Linked DNA regions of Mus musculus: regions 2 and 3 are each linked to region 1. The links are chromatin contacts, called in public Hi-C and HiCAR-type maps. All regions are on one chromosome and are shown on one strand. Each heading gives the region's core, a stretch centred on a gene start, on an enhancer-like site or on the middle of the called end of the contact. The rest is flanking DNA. Distances are from core to core; before and after follow the strand shown.

Region 1 (4,616 bases), core at 442-2,941:
TATATCTGCAAGCCCCTAAGGTCAGCTTCAATAGATCCAGTCCATAGCAGGGGCTCAGCTTGGTGGACTGTTTGCTATCTGTTCTTGCCAGGCCATCTCCTGAGTTCTCTAAGTACAGACAAGCTAGGACAGTCATCACCCGAGGTACTTACAGCCTGGAAGAAGGAGCCAGAGGCCAGGACTATGTGTCACTGTGCAGTAAACAGTGTGCAGGGGATCTGAGGATTCAACTGGGCAGACAAGGGTTCTTTTCAAAGGGTCTTTCACCAATAGTGTGTTGAGGGGAGGGTCTCGGAGAAGGTGACAGCCTGCAGAGGGAAGCCAATGACTCAGAGGGGCAGGAATATGGTGTTAAACTGGGCATGGGTGGCACATTGATGTAAGTAACCCTTAGCACTTGTGAGGCTGGAGCATGCCTCAGCTTTGAAGCCAGCCTGGCTATGAACTGAAACCCCTGTCTCAAGCAAAATGAAAAGCTACGTGTTTCTGACTCCAAAATAGTGTCGGAGGATCAACTTCGCAGGAAGGCTTTAGGAGAACCACTTCTGCCTGAATCAGTTCCTGTGCTAAATATCCTGATAAGAAAGCAACTGAGGGGAGAAAGGATGATAGTCCGTCAAGGCAGGAACTGGAAGCGACTGGTCACTTCCCATTCGAGCCTAGCAACAGAAATAAAAGCAAGCGCAAAGGAACTTCCTGCTCCCCTCCATCCTTCTCACTCTTAGACCATCCAGGGTCCATCTCAAGGAAATGGGGCCACCCAAAGTCAGCCTGGGTCTTCCTACTTCAATTAGCCACTTAAGAAAACTCTCACAGGTATGACCTCAGACCAAACAGATCCAGGCAGTTAGCTAGCTTCTCACTGGTGCTCTCTTCCAAGGTAATTTTTAAGTCAAATGGACAGCTATCCGTCCTCAAGAAACCTCACAGTGGTTCTCAACCTGGGGGGAGTCAAAGGACCTTTTCACAGAGGACATCTAAGACTATTAGAAAACACAGATTCATAACAGTAGCAAAATTACAGTTATGAAGTAGCAATAAAAATAATTTTATGATGGGTTCATCATAACATGAGGAACTGTATAAAGGGTCACAACATTAGGAAGGCGGAGAACCACTGCTCTAGAAAGAGAAAATTTTCTGTCCACTAGGTGACCTAAGGGACTACTTCCCTCTAACATTTCCCTTCTCTTCCCCCCTCCCAGCCCCCCTCTCCCTCACACAATCCATAACCCCCCCTCCTTTCCCTCCTTACTCCCCTCCTCCTCTTCCTTTGCTTTCCATTGCTGAATATGGAACTCAGAGCCTGCAGACAAGCTTTGTACCTCTGAGCCCCACCCCCAGTTCCTTTACCTGCCCCCCTCTCACTAATCTATCCCCAGTCCCACTATGCTGGCCTCAGGTCTGGGCTTTTCTCGCCCCAGTAGCAAAACATCAGTGCAGAGTTGGATAAAATGTTTCAACTGCCTAAAAGCATTCCTTTGATTCTTTTTCGTAGCTGTGAATGATGACTCGTTTCACACGTGAAAATAAGTGGCATGTCTACCTGGAAATAGACTGTGCCCTCCCTGCTTAATGGGGTGACTGTCTTAGAACAGGGTGTCAGGTAAAGGCACAGAGCAACAGAGAGTGAAAGGCTGGGCCTGGAACAATCTCAGCTGTAGACAGGGCTCCGTGGCTTTCCCACCAGAATGCCGGTTGCAGCTGTGCTGGGTTAGCCTCCTCCTGAGAATTGTTAACCAAAGTTACTTAGTCACTACTGTAGAGTGAGAAACACAAGGTGTTTTCTGCAGAAATGCAAACGTTTGTTTGGCTCCATCATCAGATCCCGGGTAGGGAGTTAGAGCATAAGAAAGTGAGGTTGGTCTGGTGGACACTGCACATTTTGTTCTGAACTGAACCTTGATCCTTGGGAAAAGTAACAAGTGCTCTTAAGCACCCAGCTGGCTCTGCAGCCCGTTGCATTGGTTACATTTGTGACCCTGGTGGGAGGGAGGCTGAGGACTGGATACATCTGACTTTACCCCCGGGCAGATTTGAGATCCTCTTCACAAAACTAGGACAACAAAGATCATACATGAAAGGTAATACTTAAAGAGATATCACACACAAAATCATATACAGGGTTTGGGGTATAGTTCTGGAGTAGAGCCCCCATGCCTAGTGTAAGGACTGTCTTCTAGACCCAGTACATAAAAACAAAACAGCAGGAAATCTGTGCCGGAGTTACTTGTTTGGTGTGGGGGTGGGGCGTGGATCTGTGTGTATAGGTATGCTTGCTCAGGGAAGGCCAGAGATCTACCTCAGGTGTTGTTTCTCAGCAACAATCCATACTGTCTTTTAAGACAGGCTCTCCTGCTGTGACACATCTGCTAAACTGGCTAGCCACCGAGCCCCAAGAATCTACTTCCCACCTCCCCATGCTGTGGCTCTAAGAGCTTGCTACCATGCCTGGCTTTTATGTGGGTCCTAGGGATCAAATTCAGGCACCCACGTCTTGCCAAAAGAACTAGCTCTCCAAATCTTTATTTTTATTATATGTATTTTTTTCTTAGTATATGTGTGTGTGTATGTGTTTGTGCAGTGTGTGCATCCTGTACTGGACTGAATCCACTCCTTTGCACATGCTACTGAACTATATTGTACCATTTAGAGATATCCCAACCTTTTAAAACACATACACACTCACACACACACACACACACACACACACACAGAGGCGTGTGCGCAGGGATGGGGATCTAAATAGCTAAGTGAATCTCCACCCCTCCACCTCCTACCCCACCCCTGTGGAGCTTGCATTTGCAACCCCCAAGTAGCTGAAATTACAGATCATCGTGCTAGACTGGCAGTATTAATAGACAGTGATGTACGTGTTTCATGTGTTTGTTCGGCTTTTTTTTTTTGGGATTGACTCTAACCATGTAAAGCAGGCTGGCCTCACCCCAGCAGCAGATTCTCCTGCCTCTGTTTCCCCGTGCCTGGATTACAGGTGCGTGCAACCACACCCAGCTGTAAACCATCTCTCTAATAATGTTTCTTTCATTCTAGGGTTGCCTCTTTGTGCGACAACAATTTTGTAATAATATTCCCTGTAGAGACTGGAAAGGAAAAGCAATCTTTTTTCTCAAGTACAAAATAGATCATCTTTTTTTTTGAATAAAATATATACTTTACAAAAATGTTTAGCAATTGAAAAATTTGGGAAAATCCTGCCCCAAGCGTCTTTGCTGGAGATTTCAAGGTCTTCCTGTATGGTGGTTGATCTCAAATACTTTATGTTGCTAACTTTCATTAACATGTTTGTGATAGAAATTTGGGGCTATCTTGATGGAGTCAATATTTCATATTTTGGAAAACAGGCTGGAGACTTATGCCAGGGGAGTGGCCAGGCAGGTCAAAAAAAAAAAAAAAAAAAAAAACCAGCTCTTTTCCTTTATTATTATTTTTTAAATACGGTGTCTCATATAGTCAAGCATGGCTTTGAACTAGCTTGTAGCAGCTGAGGATAGCCTTGAACTCCTGATTCTCTTTCCTCTTCCTTGAGTTCTGGGATTCCAGGTGTGTGGCTAGCAGTCTTGAACTTCTGATCTTCCTGTTTCCAATTCCATAGTATTGAAATTCCAGGCATGCTCCACCAAGACTACCTTGTTTTCTCTTTTTGAAACAGGGTCTTGCTCTCTAGCCCCCACTGGTCTAGAACTTTCAATCCTCTTGCCTGCATCTACCATGTGTTGAAATCCCGGGAATCAGCCATCACACACAGCAAAATTATAAAGCACAGCCAGAAAGAATATATAAACCAGAGGAGTCTATTACTGAGGCCTTTGCAGGAGTGGGTGGAGTTAGAACTCCGAACTCAATTCGTTGGTTCAGTGGAGAATCTACTCTGCTTAAAGGAAAGATTAGCCAACTATTTACAGTCACCTATTTTCTTTCCAATCCTTATTAGAGTGCTTTGAGGAACAGTGTAGTCAGCTCTCCGTGTATGTGTGATGTGCATCAGGGACTCGCTGGACACAAATCGAGAAACAGTCCAAAAACAGAGTTGCTGAGGCTAAATATGTACTACCTGATATCCTAGTCTCTGAACATGTGAGGTCTAACCATTCTTACACAGCCTTTACATTGAGTTAGCACTGTGGGTCAAAGCTGGTTACTCTATGTCCACTGATGGGAGCAAGAGTTTAATCCCCACTTCCCGCTATTAAGAAATGGGACCTTTATGGGAAGAACATTTAGAGGTGGAGTGTTTAGAAAGTGATCAGGATCAAGTTCAGTCGATAGCATCCAGTCCACAAGTTGGAATCCTGTGGGCTTCATAACAAGAGGGAAACACAAGATACAAGTCACATTTCACGTCTCTTATTGTGGGATGCTCTGTGCTGCCTCTAGGTTCTGCCAGCAAGAAGCTTATCACCATTCTAGAACCTCTTTTCTTTGCAATAGTGCCTGCCTCCAGTATTTTGTTATAGTTATAAAAAGCACACAAGTCAGTACTGTAAGGAAACTGGACATGATTTCAAATATGTGGGAAGATGCATGCAAATCATGTGATTTGGGTTTTTTTTTGTTTTTTGTTTTTTTTTATTTACTTACTGTAGCTGTCTACAGAC
Region 2 (4,713 bases), core at 1,157-3,656, 270 kb after region 1:
GGTTGAGGTTCTTCGGTCTGTGATGTACAAGAAGTGCTAGAACTCAGTATCTTTAGCCTTCATGCTTCGGAACCCTAGCTGCCTGGGAGTCAGGGGCAGAGGCAGGGGCATGGCCAGGAACACAGGCATAGGCAGGGACGTTTTTAGTTTTTTGGGTTTTTTTGTTTTGTTTTGTTTTGTTTTGTTTTGTTTTGTTTTGTTTTGTTTTGTTTGTTTTTGGTTTTTCGAGACAGGGTTTCTTTGTGTAGCCCTGGCTGTCCTGGAACTCACTTTGTAGACCAGGCTGGCCTCGAACTCAGAAATCTGCCTGCTTCTAGGCAGGGACGTTTATCTGCTTTCAAGCTTATCATTTATGTCTAGCTTTGTTTAAGCCTTCCCTTGCCTTCTTGTGTTTCTCCAGCCTGCACCCTAACTGGAGGTAGAGCTGAGACTCACATCAGAGGTGGTGGTTCCCTGGAGCGTCCCAGCGAAGACTTAGGCAAGGACTGGCCAGATTGGTTGGGGTAGACAAGCCACATGTTCCAGATACATTTGGGAACAACTTCCTGACAGGGAATGGGTGGGATTACCCCTCAGTCCTGGATCACCCCACTTTCCAGCTCAAACCTGCACTCATGTATCACTTAGGAGACATCCTTTCCCAGACAAGGATCCATTTCCCACTATGTAACTTTTTAGGGGTAGAGCTGGAGATCTGAGCTAACCCATAAGACCTGAAATTAGTAGTCACTAATTTCATAATTATTTCATGGGGTGCAAATGATCTGAAGCTTAAAAGGGTCTTCTATGCCCTTTTAACCCTGCTGATGGTGTCTTTCTTTAAAAAAGACGCATTCATTTTTCATTTTCTCTGTGGGGGGTATTTAGCCTGCATGTATGTCTGTGTGTAATATGTGTGCAGTGCCTACAGAGGCCAGGAGAGGGTGTCAGAGCTCTTGTAACTGGAGTTCTAGATGGTTGTGGTCGCTACCACATGGGTGCTGGGAATTGAAACCCTTCTCTGGAAGAACAGCAAATGTTTTAGCTGCTGAGGCATCTCTCCAGCTCCACTCCCCCCCCCCCCCCCTTCACCCTGGAGCTTTAATACTGACTTTAATGAAGCTCCGTGCTGACTCTTCCTGGAAGAGTTGTACTGCTGTGACTCCCTGGAAGCACTCTCTCCCCAAAGCAAGACCCAGCCAGTAGGGCATGAGAGGAAAATGTAGCTCAGGACAGAGCTACAACTACTTTCACAGAGATTCCGGTCCCCCAGGGATAGACTTTGAGTTCGCCATGGTCAGATCCCTCAGCAAAGGGAATGTGACGGAGGCTGGCAGTGGAGGAACACGGTGTTAGAGAATGGTACCAATGGAAAATGGGGTTCAGCAAGAAGAAAGCAGTGGGTGGCTATCAGACAACTCTCGGGACACCCCGAAGTGGCAGTTCCCATTCAGAAAGTAGAATGACTTTGCTGTGCTTTAGGTCTCATCCACACAGCACAGCATCTCTGTGTCAGGGCTCTTCTCTCCCGTGGCTCTGGCCCATCCCTCTACTGTTTGCTGCGAGTCCATTGCTTAGCCTCTCCATCAGTCTTATATTTTTCTCTTTACACATCGGCCCGATGGAGGCGGGAGTCTGCAGATCCCAGAGCCCCTTTTGTCTTCCTCAGATGAGCACAAGAGAGCTAGTGTCTCATATATATTGTTTGTGTGAGTGGATTGGATTTCGAGTGAAGGTACATCCCAGGGTGATACATCCACAGCAGGACAAGCTCCAGTGTCTGAGTGCTTCAGGAGCAAGGGTCCCGTGTGGCTTGCTGGAGGATTGAAGATGTGTTTCTCTGGTTTTCACTCTTCTGAAAAATGAGCAGGAAAAAGCAGTCGTAATGATAGCTGGCCTTCACTGGGCAGTTTCTAGTTGTTGGTTACTATTATACATCCTCCCACCTGTGTCTTATTGTAACTGCCACCATAGTACCTAGAGTCAATTCCTGTGACAGGGAGGATACTGTCATTTGTCCTAGGCCACAGAGCACACATCCCTCCCCCAGCCGAGAGCCAGAGCATGTGATGCTGCCTTCTCTGCGCTTGAAGAGTGCCTGGCCTGGGTGTGGTAACTGCAGGTGCCTGGTTTTTCATTTGTGTCATGGGCCGGTGGGTGTGGGTGCTGGAGGGAGATGCCAGCCCCTTGGGAAGAATATGCAGGAAAACCCTCAGACCACCTGTTAGGAACACCCATCTCGCTAGGCTCCGGGGAGCCAAGATCCCTGCGACACCACCACCCCACCGGAGGAGCTGCTGCAGCCTGGGAGGCTAAGCTCTCAAAGTGCCCGCACCCCCACAGTCAGTTCTCAGCATCAGCTCTGCTCCTGCAAGCTCCTAATTAAGTTAAAAGGGGATCCAGGCCCCTGGGTGCTCCTTTCTCCAGGAAGCATTAGAAAAATGCAGGGAGGGAAAGAAGTTCAAGGTTGGGGTATGTGCTGCCCTTGGTTCTGCTCAGGAATGTCTTAGCTGATTACACGGCTCTCATTTCAACAACACTAGCTTTGTGTCCTGGCTATGGGAAGACTCCTCTCTGTCATTGCTGTCGCCTCTGGAGGGTCACCCTGACAGGGAAAGCGCATCTGGAGAAAAAGTTTCCGCCAGATTTGAAATGCTTTCATGGAGGGGATGGGGTGCTTTCTTCAGGAATTTATGCTTTTTGTGCCCACCCCTTTCTCCTCCTCTTTTCTGGGGGTTAATAGTTATTGTGGGCTCTCCACACTTTAAGCAATCTGGTAGAGTTGTGTGCTCGTGGCTCCCCCTTTAAAATGGCTGAGGGTTCTGAGAGACTTCCAGTGTGGAAGACATAGGCACATCTCCCATGGGCTCTTTCGGTGAAGGACCTGGAAGCTCACTGCACCCTACCACTCCAGCTGTGAGGCTCTGACCATGGGCACAGGCTGGATGTATCCCTTAGCTCTGCACAGCTGGTGAAGTAGATGGATGGCAGCTTGTCCCAAAGACTACACAAAGCCAGGCCGAGCCTTTCTCTCTCTGCTTATCATCAGTCTTTTTTACCTCTCTGGAAATTCCTGTACACACAGCAGAAGGAGTCTTGACATGACTACGTGATCTTCCACCTTGAAAATCACAGTCCACTTGAGAGATTGAACTGGCCGATAGAAGGAAACGTTAGCCTTTTTGTGCTCTGCCAGGGAGGAGGCTCCTGGGAGCAGGGATTCGGAGGTGAATCACAGTGTCAAACATTTATCTAGCTTTGACTTCCATTCCAGCCATGGTACTTAGCCTGTTTTACTTATTCAGTCTTCAGAGGGGTAGCCACTTCTAACTATAGCAGGAAACAGATGCTGAGAAAAGTATCTGAACTCTTCATAAACACTGGTAAGTGGTCAAGGTGCATTCTCAAGCTTGGCTTACCTGACCTTCGGGGTTGGTTTGGTACCGCATGCCCCATGCTACAGAGTACCATCTCCCTACTTCTCCACCACACCACCAGGGAGCATACCATGTCTTGGAGCAGCCATATATGACCAGGCACAGCCATTCAAGGCAAAGGGTCAATATGCTTATAGGGGTGAAAGCTGCCAGCACTGCCATGGCTCAGAAGTGACAACCTTCTCTGTGGGCTGCATAGAATTAGGGTGGAAAACTTAGACCTTTTTTGTTCTTCATCCTGGTCACATCTCTCCTCTTGTGTCTTCACAGCCAACTTCATGACTATACTGGCTAGTTTTGTGTCAACTTGACCCAGCTGGAGTTATCACAGAGAAAGGAGCTTCAGTTGAGGAAATGCCTCCATGAGATCCAGCTGTAAGGCATTTTCTCAATTAGTGATCAAGGGGGAAAGGCCCCTTGTGGGTGGGATCATCTCTGGGCTGATAGTCTTGGATTCTATAAGAGAGCAGGCTGAGCAAGCCAGGTGAGGCAAGCCAGTAAAGAACATCCCTCCATGGCTTCTGCTTCAGCTCCTGCTTTTTGACCTGCTTGAGTTCTAGTCCTGACTTCCTTGGTGGTGAACAGCAGTATGGAAATGTAAGGCAAATAAACCCTTTCCTCTCCAACTTGCTTCTTGGTCATGATATTTGTGTAGGAATCAAAACCTTGACTAAGACAATGACAAACTCCTCTTATCTCCTTGCATTGCTTCCTTCTTCAGGGGTCTTCCCATCTCTTGGTTAGACAGTAAGAGGTTGGATCAATTGCTCAGTTTGTTTCCACTGTATCATCTTCATCTGCAAAGCAGAAGTTGAACCTTCCTTACTCCTTCCTTAGAGTCCTGATGCGGAAGGAGTGGTCACCTGCATGTAGTTGCAGTTAGAGAGCTGTTGAAGGCAGACTTCAGCTAATGGATGACTGTGTTTCTCAGGATAGGAAAACTTGAACACATGCATAAGTAGATAGAAACAGATGAAGGAGAAGTGGTAACTGCAATGTGGAGGAAACTGATAGAGTGAGGGTGGAATGGAGGAGACAGGGGAGAGGATAGCCCTGTTTCTTTACACTCAAATGGAAAGTGAGAGGAACTAAAGCTCTCCAGTCAATTCTAATCATTTGCAGAAGTTAACATTCTATAAAGGCAATATGAATACTGAAATTAGTGACTTTAGGATACACTGCTCCTGAGGAAAATGCAAGCCAAGTTCTGTTGTGAGCTTCTTTTCTCACAACACATTTCTGTCAGCCAATTAAGATATAATTTTATTAGCTGGGCTGTGGTGGCACAAACCTTTGA
Region 3 (4,111 bases), core at 1,226-3,725, 300 kb before region 1:
CAGACTCAAGATCCTCCTGCCTCAGCCTTCTGAGTGCTGGGATTATAGACATCCACCAGCACATGTAGCTAAATTTGCCTCTTTGAGTGTGAGTTTATGAAGACCATGATTTTGTTCCATTATGCTAACAGTATATTATTAGCATATTAATTGTCCTCTCCTAATTGCTCTCCAGTGCTTTGTTATTTGACTTCCAGCATTTTATTGTGTGATCTGTATGTGAATGAGGGGCAGCAATTAGCTGATTGTCTTGAAGTATTCATATTAAGAGTACTTGAACTTTTAAAGAATTATTAGGAAATCAGTATTATCATTTTTGAACAAAGAGTCAGGAGTCTTTAAGTGGCAACCTCGGTTAGTGTTCTCTTTCCCCAGAATGTTTCCGAATTCTTTTGATTCAGGGTATACTAAAGGAGTGGGAGATGTGGGCATCGAGGCAACTAGTAGTGAGGCTTGATTACTGATTTATATTGAAATTCTTGATTTAAAAACTTAAAGCTCAAGGTTCTGAAGATAACTTGTCTGTTGGCAAGTTTTTACTGCTGGAAACAATATTTGAAGTGATAAAATTGGGAGCAGGGCTTCCTGACAAGTGCTTCAAGCATGCCACTTACATTGCTCCTGGTTTGTATGTTCGTGCAGGTGGAAACTACAAAGGCCATGTGGATGTCCTGGCACCTACCGTTCAAGAGTTGGCTGCCCTTGAAAAGGAAGCACAGACCTCTTTCCTACACCTTGGCTACCTTCCCAACCAGCTGTTCCGAACCTTCTGACGTCATGTAGACAGAGGAGCATTGGAGTCATAAAGTCTGTAGTCTTAACTCTAACCCTCTGGTGCTGCTCTCTGAGCAGCAGTATTTACAATAACCGAGCTATCACGGCTAACTCTCGCATGTCAGGAAACACAGACCTTAGCGATTCTCCATAAAATGGCAGCCCAATGAAAATAAACTTGACAACTATATTTTCATGAAGGCTTGTGTCTTCTTTTAAAGTTATACTTGTTTTTTTTTTTTTTTTTTCTTTTAAGAACACTGTGGGCTTGTGAAATATAGTTTATGGATGTACAAATGTGACCCTGGACCCATATCAAACCCAGACTGAATATCTTTTGAGTGAAATTTTCCACAGGAGTGATGCTACGCTGAAGTGATTTTCAGATATTTCAGGCTGTCTAGGTACATTATGAAGCTGGAGGAGAGCTGTAAAACAAAAGCCAAGGACCTCAAGGTGGTTTGGAAACTAGGAGGGTGCTTGGAAATTCAGTATGGATTGATGACTAATGCTGGTGACAGGGTGTCTCTGAATTTTTTTCAAGAACCTTTCTTTGCAGTTGATTCACAGAAGGACAAAATGACTTTGCTGTGTCTCTGTGTTCGAAAATCAGTTAATTTCTGTCCTTTGATTAAAATAACCTCAAGGAGAAATTTCGAGACATAATTGAATTGCTCTGTGGAGCCTTTGGACTCCTAGGTGAGGAAGTAGTTTCAGGGGTAGATGTGTTCTCTACCTAGAGATTGCCCAAGAGCAATGAAATCGTCCAGCAAAATCTCAAGGGAACACTAATGGGAGCGCCACCGCGGATGCTTCCCTTCCAGACTCTGTACAAAGGGATTTGTCAGTGCCGGTCATTAGTTAACTTGTAGACCAGTTACTTTATAGAGATGTCCTAGGACTGCTCTCGCATCTCTTGGCCATGTGAGGACTGCTCTTTGTAGGTAGAAATGCATGCTTACGTGCATAGTAGCAAATACAGCCCTGAAGTTCAGTACTGAACTTAGCATTGCTTAAATACTAAGAGCCAGAAAGAATCCACCTGAGCTACTGGATGATAGGACTGCAAACAGCTCTGGAATTCCTTGGTTTCATTGTTTGTTCTCTGAACCACCTTTGAACCCAGTAGTGACTGGGCAGCTAAGAGCAACGCTGACGAGCTGAGTGACAGCTGAGGAGTGGTTCAAGTTGCTGTCTAGCTTTGAGCTGTTGCGGGAGAAAGCGTCACGTAAACCGACCCACGGTGGAGGTTTGGGGGATGTACATGTGTGCAGTGTGGAGACCTGACCCAAACTGCTGTCTCTTTTCCCGCCTCCCCACTAATGCTCTCCTAGTGTTTGTGCCAGGGGTAAGCCTATGAGTTGTTCATTAAGCCTGCTTGCCATTGATGACTGAACCTGAGAAATGCTACTGCATCCTTCTTCCCTTTACAAATAGGAACTCCTGAGTCTGCTAGGGTCTCCTTCCCAGCATCCCATCAGTAGGGTATAAGAAGAATGGCTGTCACTTCTGTGCCTCCTCTGCCTTCCCCTCACTCGGCCATGGGAGCAGTACTAGTGAGCCAGTAGATACTATTAGTTTAGTGTGATTCTTGGGAAATGGCAGAAAGACCTGATAAGGGACCTGGCTGACCCTAGGAAATAGCTGCCCACTCTCTGTGAATTGTCTGGTACTGTAACTGGGTCTTATCTGAGCTGCTGCATGGTCAGATCTTGGTCACAGAACTTTGGCGTCTGCCTCAGAGCACTAGAGGCCCTGCAAAGGCTAGAACATGTTAAATATTAACTTGTAAATGGTACTGTTTCTGACTCAGCTTCCTTATTGTCCCTTGTTTTTTCAGTTCTACAGGAGCTGAAATGCTGCTCACAGGTCTGGGTCATTCTTCTCTCTAAACAAATGCTATGGTTTACTCCACTTCAGTGTTCGATGGGTGTGGCTTCGGGCTTTGATTCTGAGGGTCACCCCTGCATAGTGACTGGAGTGGTTTTGTGCTTGAGGAATTGGGATGTATTTCCACTCTTAATAAGCTTGTAACAATCCATTGATAATTTATGTCATAACGCTCCCGCAGTGCTGATGAGCACTGAGGGGAACTTAGAGGCATATGAGCTTCAGTCACTGTGGCCTGGGTGGAATCTGCATGAGCCCATGCTTCAGTATATCAGAGCGCAAGGTCACAGCTTCTCTAAGCTGTGGTTCCTTCATGAAAAGGAAAAGAATGTGCATTATTCAGCAGCCTATCAGGCGTTCTGCGAAAGTTCAGTAGATGAGGGGCACTCGTACCGTATTTCTTGTTATTTACATTATTTCCATTGTCCTTGTACAGTGCTGCAGTGCGTACCTTCTCAGAATGTTGTCTTGAACACTGAATTCAAGACTGAACACTGGATATTTTCCAGGACCAGACCGCCAGTGCCAGATTACTTTCTGAAGGGGTTGTGCTGATTGACAGTCACACTAACAACCCAGGAAGAGCCTTGTGGAATATATTTTATGAATTAAAATAGAACTTGTTGTACTTAAACCTTGCTGTGTGTTTATAGAGTATAGATCAGTGCTAGTGAGAAGCAGATAGGAGGCACTTCCCACTTGACTCTGTACCCTGCTCCTTCCCTGTGACTGCCACCACCCCCACCCTTCCTACCCCCACCCGGCCACTATATTATGGGTTATAAGCTAAATATAAACTAAGATCTAAGCTTGAAGTCGGTCTTTTTTTCTTTTTTCTTTTTTTCCCTTTTCAAGGTAGAACTATGTGGCAATGACTCAGTCTGCCCCAGATTTAAAAAGAAAGAAAAGAATTGGTTCCTGGCCAATTGGAAATGGGTAGAACCATTTCGTCACATTCCTTGCCTTGTTTTGACTTAGAGAAATTATGTGCTTCATTGTCATTTGATAAGATACATTAAATAAATTAAAAAAAAGAGTAAATGCACAAGGAAACCCAGGGTAGATTTCCTTACAGCAATCTTATCGTTTGACTAGATAATGTCATTTTCCAAAGGACTAGTAGCAGTCCCGAAGTGATCTGGTTTCGTGGGAGTGGAGGAGGGACTATTGGAACAAAAATGCAATGGTCCAGGAAGGAAAGGGAGGGATACTAGTTTGCTATTGTGAAGGATGTCTTTCAAGGGAGGAAGAGATGAGGGAACTAAAGGGGGTTCCTGGGGGGTGGGGTGGGGAGGAGGGATGGGATTTATAGGGAGAGAGGGCACTGTAGGGGGTTGGTTCCTTTAAGGGAGGAAAAGATTGAGTATTTTGCTGTCAATTTCTGTTCAGTTGTTTTAGATTCATTTAAAATTCTTTAAAGCCTTAGTTTCTTTGTTTCTGATATTCC

What was found. Hi-C and Micro-C count contacts between places; a contact is called where the count stands out from the background. HiCAR-type assays count read pairs that join an accessible place to other places.
Region 2: a contact with region 1 is called in a Hi-C map of Sertoli cells, with 2.1 times the contacts expected there. The contact joins two enhancer-like sites. A contact is called at or near these places in 1 of 15 datasets of contacts at CTCF or cohesin (large pre-B cells), 1 of 484 Hi-C or Micro-C datasets (Sertoli cells), 15 of 115 datasets of contacts at active chromatin or transcription factors (craniofacial prominence, embryonic basal ganglia, embryonic forebrain and 9 more) and 2 of 9 other capture datasets (adipose tissue and pancreatic islet).
Region 3: a HiCAR-type map of kidney shows a contact between it and region 1, with 4 times the contacts expected there. The contact joins two enhancer-like sites. A contact is called at or near these places in 1 of 15 datasets of contacts at CTCF or cohesin (the NIH/3T3 cell line), 24 of 484 Hi-C or Micro-C datasets (the AtT-20 cell line, Th1 cells, brain and 14 more), 20 of 115 datasets of contacts at active chromatin or transcription factors (PVALB interneurons, VIP interneurons, astrocytes and 15 more) and 1 of 9 other capture datasets (adipose tissue).

The regions. Positions count from the first base shown.
Region 1 is chr12:12,918,031-12,922,646 of GRCm38.p6, reverse strand. No RefSeq gene overlaps it. Among named protein-coding and RNA genes, the nearest start is that of Gm40271, 11 kb to the right of the region's middle. Within about 2 kb of position 1,691, at least 26 of the 459 cell types and tissues checked have an H3K27ac peak or open chromatin away from gene starts, as enhancers often do. A contact at or near this core is called in Sertoli cells and kidney, where this site is marked.
Region 2 is chr12:12,650,149-12,654,861 of GRCm38.p6, reverse strand. No RefSeq gene overlaps it. Among named protein-coding and RNA genes, the nearest start is that of Gm34637, 17 kb to the left of the region's middle. Within about 2 kb of position 2,406, at least 9 of the 459 cell types and tissues checked have an H3K27ac peak or open chromatin away from gene starts, as enhancers often do. A contact at or near this core is called in Sertoli cells, where this site is marked.
Region 3 is chr12:13,216,160-13,220,270 of GRCm38.p6, reverse strand. It overlaps Ddx1 (DEAD box helicase 1), which reads left to right. Exons shown (of 26, transcript NM_134040.1): 26 at 643-964. The coding sequence ends at 773. Among named protein-coding and RNA genes, the nearest start is that of Ddx1, 31 kb to the left of the region's middle. Within about 2 kb of position 2,475, at least 40 of the 459 cell types and tissues checked have an H3K27ac peak or open chromatin away from gene starts, as enhancers often do. A contact at or near this core is called in kidney, where this site is marked.